Regions from separate parts of the Ovis aries genome. Here region 2 is linked to region 1. Evidence: chromatin contacts called from public Hi-C data. All regions are on one chromosome and are shown on one strand. Each heading gives the region's core, a stretch centred on a gene start, on an enhancer-like site or on the middle of the called end of the contact. The rest is flanking DNA. Distances are from core to core; before and after follow the strand shown.

Evidence for each region. A called contact is a pair of places that touch in the nucleus more often than the background predicts.
Region 2: a contact with region 1 is called in a Hi-C map of hypothalamus, with 2.6 times the contacts expected there. The contact joins the promoter of GADD45B here to the promoter of SGTA in region 1. A contact is called at or near these places in 3 of 16 Hi-C or Micro-C datasets (hypothalamus, liver and muscle).

The regions. Positions count from the first base shown.
Region 1 is chr5:18,698,508-18,701,185 of ARS-UI_Ramb_v3.0, reverse strand. It overlaps SGTA (small glutamine rich tetratricopeptide repeat co-chaperone alpha), which reads right to left and starts at 1,312. Exons shown (of 10, transcript XM_060416336.1): 1 at 1,264-1,312.
Region 2 is chr5:18,910,806-18,913,483 of ARS-UI_Ramb_v3.0, reverse strand. GADD45B (growth arrest and DNA damage inducible beta) reads left to right here and starts at 1,347. Exons shown (of 4, transcript XM_004008628.5): 1 at 1,347-1,622; 2 at 1,726-1,827; 3 at 2,230-2,452. The coding sequence starts at 1,579.

The sequences.
Region 1 (2,678 bases), core at 63-2,562:
ACCCACAAAAGTGGACACCCACACCAAACCTTGCATGTGATTTCTTGGGGGTTCACACCCTTCACCCCTTCTGGAGACCAGAAGCTGATGTTACTTGGCCCTAGGTTGAGGGCCACTAGTGAAAAACCACTAGTCTGAGGTAGGACGTACTTTAGCACTGTGGACATTGAGGGCCAGACTGTTCTCCGTGGGGCCATCCTGGGCACTGTGGGATGTGCAGCAGCATCCCTGGTCACCAGCCCCTTGATACCAGGAGCGCCCCTGGCTGTGACAGCCATAGACGTCCCCAGACATGGCCCGTGTTCCCTGAGAGGACAGAATGCCTGGCCTAGGGAGAGGAAAAGCAGACAAAACAAATAACCAGAGAGAGAAACAAAAGAAAACGGGAAACTTTCCTGGGTGGAGATGCAGAGTGCTCAAGCAGTTCCTGGCATCTGATAACAAAACCATCTGTCCTCTAGGAAGCTCTAGACAAGTAGCAAGAACCTAATGAAAGAAGGTTCCAAGTGTACTTAACCTCATAATGACCTTAAGAGACATATACTTCTACAGCCCCTATTCGTGGCAGAAAAGGGTCGTGGAGGGGGCAAACGACTTGCCCAAGCTCACAGAGCCAGCGAGAGGTGGACGAGCCGGTCCTCAGCGCTAGATTTCGCCCCAGTCTCTGGCACAACAGGCAGAGGTCGTCCTCGTGAAAGCGGACTAACCGCTGCTGATCTCTTGGAGCTGTCACTTCGCGCTGGGGGCCCTGCGGCTTTAGTCCTCTCCGGAAGTCCCCCTACTCCATGCAGGGTCTGTGACAACGCCCGTTATATGGAGGGGGAAAAAGGCTCCGAGAAGCCAAGAGGCTGGTCAAGGTCACCCAGGTGGACAGTGAAGGCGCCGGGACAGGGAGCCCCGACTTGAACCCCAAGGACCGGAGCCCCGATTCTAAAAGACCGTGTTTCCGGGACACAGCGGACACCCAGCGAGTGCTCACTGCGTGCGGGGCGCTATGCCTCCCGCTATTCACCCCCGGGCCTCCTAATCCGCATTTCATAGGCCTGGAGTCCGGAGGAAGAAAACCTGGGCAGCCAAGGGCTTGCCCGACGGGGTCTGGCCTCAGTTTCCCCTCCGCGCCGCCCACTCACAGCACTCCGCAAATTATGGCGACCCCGGCCCCGGACCGACGTCTTCCTACGGCACAGGAGCCCCAGAGGCCCCAGACGCCCCGAATTGCGGACCTTAGGCCCATTCGGACCAGCGCCGAACCCCCCGACTCACCTCACACAGCCGAACCCGGGACCCACCGACGGCTGCGCCTGCGCACCACAGCGCCGCCCGGTCCCGCCCCCCAACTGAGACGCCTGCGCAGAAGGAGCCAGCGCCTCCTGGCTTTCATTCTGCGCAGGCGCGGCAATTATCAGGTCTGGCGTAAGGGGAAGTGACGTACCTTAGAGGCTGGGACAAGTTGGTCGTTAGGGCAACTAACCACTACGAGCGATTGGAGGCCGGAAATCAGGACTGACTTGTCCTCTACAGAGGGAATGGAGTGGTGCATCATGGGACGGTGGAGGATTCTTGTGGGTTGGCTGAGTCGTCACGTGGTGCCGAGTCGGCCACGTGGTGCAGCTGCGTTTGGGTATCTGGCGCCCCGGAGCATCATAGACGCTCTTTGAATTCGAGCAACTGTTATTTGTTTATTTTTTTTACCCATCCATCCTCCAACAAGTGAATTATGTTATTCATTCAGTCCATCAGAGTAAAGTATAATAATTCACAGATTTTTGTTTACCGCAGGTGCCTAGTAGTCAACGAATATGCACGCCAACTATAAAGGGAAATGTTTGCTCTCATTACCTTGTATTGCGATACACTATAAACTAGTAAACTAGTATATAAATGAACAGATTTTACTCAATGGCAAGCACTATGAAGAAAACGTGGTGTGTTGTGTTTGGGGGGTAAATTGGCTGGGATGATTAGGGAGGGTCTCTCTCCCACAGGTAAATTTGAAGAACTGGAGAAAAGCACTCCAGCTATAGGAAACAGCGAAAATGAAAACTAACGTAGAATTAATCTTGACGTTCTCAAGAGAGAAAAAAATCGAGGGTGGGTAATGGGAAATTCCCTACTAAATGACCGTCATTAGGGTTAAAGTTGCCAGAAATGTTCTCCCAATTCACTTTTATCCTACTTAAAACGCATGCACACTTAACACCCCAGGGTATTTTCATTTCTTTTGCAGAAATGGATAAATAAAGGAGGTGGGTTTGGGGGCATGTTTAATTCTCGTTTCTTTCCGGGTGACTCAGGTGGTTCAAGGTTGATATTTTGGGGTTTTTTTGCGCACTGGTCTTCGTTTCCTATGCGTATGTGCATGCTCAGTCGTGACCGACTCTTTGGGGCCCTACGGAGAAGGAATCAAACCTGTGCCCCCTTCAGTGAAAGTTCAGTTCAGTCGCTCAGTCCTGTTCGACTCTGCGACCCCATGAACCGCAGCACGCCTGGCCTCCCTGTCCATCACCAACGTGAAAGAGTGGAGTCCTAACCTCTGGACCGCCTCAAGATTTTGTTTTAACCGGTGATCCCTAGGACAGGCAACTGCACTGTTTCAAAACACCTGTTGTTTGAAGTCTTGGATCCGTTTTCTGAAGCTTTCTCAATAACACTTACTTGCTAACACACATTTTTGTTTT
Region 2 (2,678 bases), core at 98-2,597, 210 kb before region 1:
TTTCCCAGGGAGATGGCGTGGTTGGCGGCTGTCCGAGCGCGCGGCCGCGCCTGGCGCACACGTGTAACTCCAGCACCAGCTAACTGGGGCCTTGAATTAGTGGAGGCCCCACCAAACCTCAGTTTACCCTTTTGCATCCTGCAGATAAGCATAGCCCATGCTTCCCGGGTTCTTGGGGATTCAATGAACCGTGATACGGAGAACCTGGGGCCAAGCGCGCGCTCCATACATTCAGCGCCCACTCCGGAGGGAATAAAAGCGGCCACCATCACAGTAAGCGCGCAAAGGTGGCAGCGCGTGGCTCACAGATGAACCGGCTCCCTTCGCCCTCTCTCGGGCTGGATTTCCCCCAACAGAGCCGCTGTGAGCAGGGGCAGTCAAACCTTGCAATGCCAGGCGCCTGCAGGGGGCGTGGAGCCTGCGAGGCCTAGCCACCTGCGCCTCCCACGCGCGCCCCACCCTGAAACTCGCGGGGTTGGAGAGGGGGCACCGGGTCTCGGCCCTGGGCTCTGCAGCCCCTGGTTCTGGGGAACTCGAGGCGACCTCCCAGACTACCAGGCGATATTTATCAAGTGTCTCTTGTGTACTCCACTTATTAGTTAATGTTTCCTGCAACCCAGTGAGGCCGGTGCGCATTGTCATAGGACGGGTGGGAACTCTGAGGCCGCTTTCGCAGCCTGCAATTTGGGGGATCTAGGCGGCCTCCTGCGACCACCACCGCGTGCTAGGCGCTTACTGTGCATCCCTCACTTTATTTAGGACTCTGCAATCTAATGAGGCCAACTTTGCATTCCCATTAGACAGATAAGGGCAGAAACGCCCAGAAAGTAAAGTCACCCAGGGGCTGGGGTCTCTGCAGCCTGGGGCTACCCCCCCCCCCCCCCCCCACCACCTAGGGATCGGGCTGCAGACTGGGCTCCCTCTCGGTGTAAAACTGCTGCAGAACCTGGAAAGACTCGGGCCGGGGACTCTCCGGGGACCGGGAGGGGATTCCAGGCCCCCCCCCTCGAAAGTCTGGGCCGCCTCGCGCGCTGGAAATCCCGCGCGCGCCCCGAAACGCGGCGCGGCTGCCGGGAAATAAGAGAAAACTTCTGCTTTTTTTTCTCTTTTCTGGCACTCAAGTTCCCCCCGGCTCCACCCCCACCCTCCCGGCGCCCTCCTCCCGGCTCTCGCCCCCACGTGGGGCACCCCCGCGCGGCGCCCCGCCCCCTCCCCGCCGCCGACCAACCGCAGCGCGAATTTCTCTCGCCTTTGTGTTTTGTCCAATCGGAGGGGCGAACGGGTCACTGGGGCCTCGCCCCCTAACCTCTTAGTCTATAAAAGGCTGTGCCTGCCGCCGCAAGCTCAGATCGCTGACGCCGAGCACTCGGATCTTTTGCAGTTGCTACTTGGATTATTCTTGCTGAGACACTTGCAATTTTTTCCGCCTTTTTTGGGGGTGGATTTCGCTGCCTTCCTAAGGTCTTGACGAACGCTTGGTCTCCGTGGGAAGGCTTTGGGCTTTCCAGCCTTGGATATTGCATTTTCTTCCTTGAACCTGTCGTGAGGCTGTTTTCCACTGTGGATTATAACTGCAACATGACACTGGAAGAGCTCGTGGCGTGCGACAACGCGGCGCAAAAGTAAGTAGTGGCGCCCCTGCCACCTGAGGTCAGGCTGGGCCGGGTGGGGAAGGGGCGCCCCGTGCCTGGCCTGATGCTGACCTCCGCTCTCCCTTGGCCCCAGGATGCAGACGGTGAGCGCCGCGGTGGAGGAGTTGCTGGTGGCCGCGCAGCGCCAGGACCGCCTCACCGTGGGGGTGTACGAGTCGGCCAAGCTGATGAATGTGTGAGTCAGACTCTGTCTCCCGGCTGGGCGCGGGTGGGGACCCTCTCCGCTCTGCAATCTCCCTCCTGCACTCCTGTCTTGCATGGGTCTGGGACACCCCCAAGTGTCCCCATTGTGGATTGGGGATCTTTCTGCCCTTTTTTTTTTTTTTGAGGCGTGGAGGCTGCAGTATGCTGGGGCTACATCACTTGCAAACAGTCGCCTGTTTATGTCCCTGACTTACCCCCCACCCACGCCCGGCCTTTGAACCGAGCGTCTTCTCCCCCACCCCAGCATCTGCTTGCAGATGCCATCCCCTGCACACCTGCAGTTGCTCTCTGCTTTTGCAAACTCCCCGCCGCACGAGAAGGGGGGCCCTTCCGAGTCCCCAGCTGACCCACCCATCCCCCTCTGGCCCCTCAGGGATCCTGATAGCGTGGTCCTGTGCCTCCTGGCCATCGACGAGGAAGAGGAGGACGACATCGCCCTGCAGATCCACTTTACGCTTATTCAGTCCTTCTGCTGCGACAACGACATCGACATCGTGCGGGTGTCGGGGATGCAGCGCCTGGCGCAGCTGCTGGGCGAGCCGGCCGAGACCCAGGGCACCACCGAGGCCCGGGACCTGCACTGTCTCCTGGTCACGGTGAGCAAACTGGGGCTCCGCCCTGCCCCACCCCCACCCGGCACCTGGGCCCGTGTTTGTCAACAAAGTGGAGCTGGCCGGTGTGCACCAGCTCAGCGTTCAGCCACGCTTGGCATGTCCCGTGGGCAACCTGCTAGCCTCCAGGCCTCTTCACCTAGCGAGTTATTTTGAGCCAGCCTGTTTTCCCCATGGGAGCCCTGGGAGAGGGACACTCCCCACCCACTCC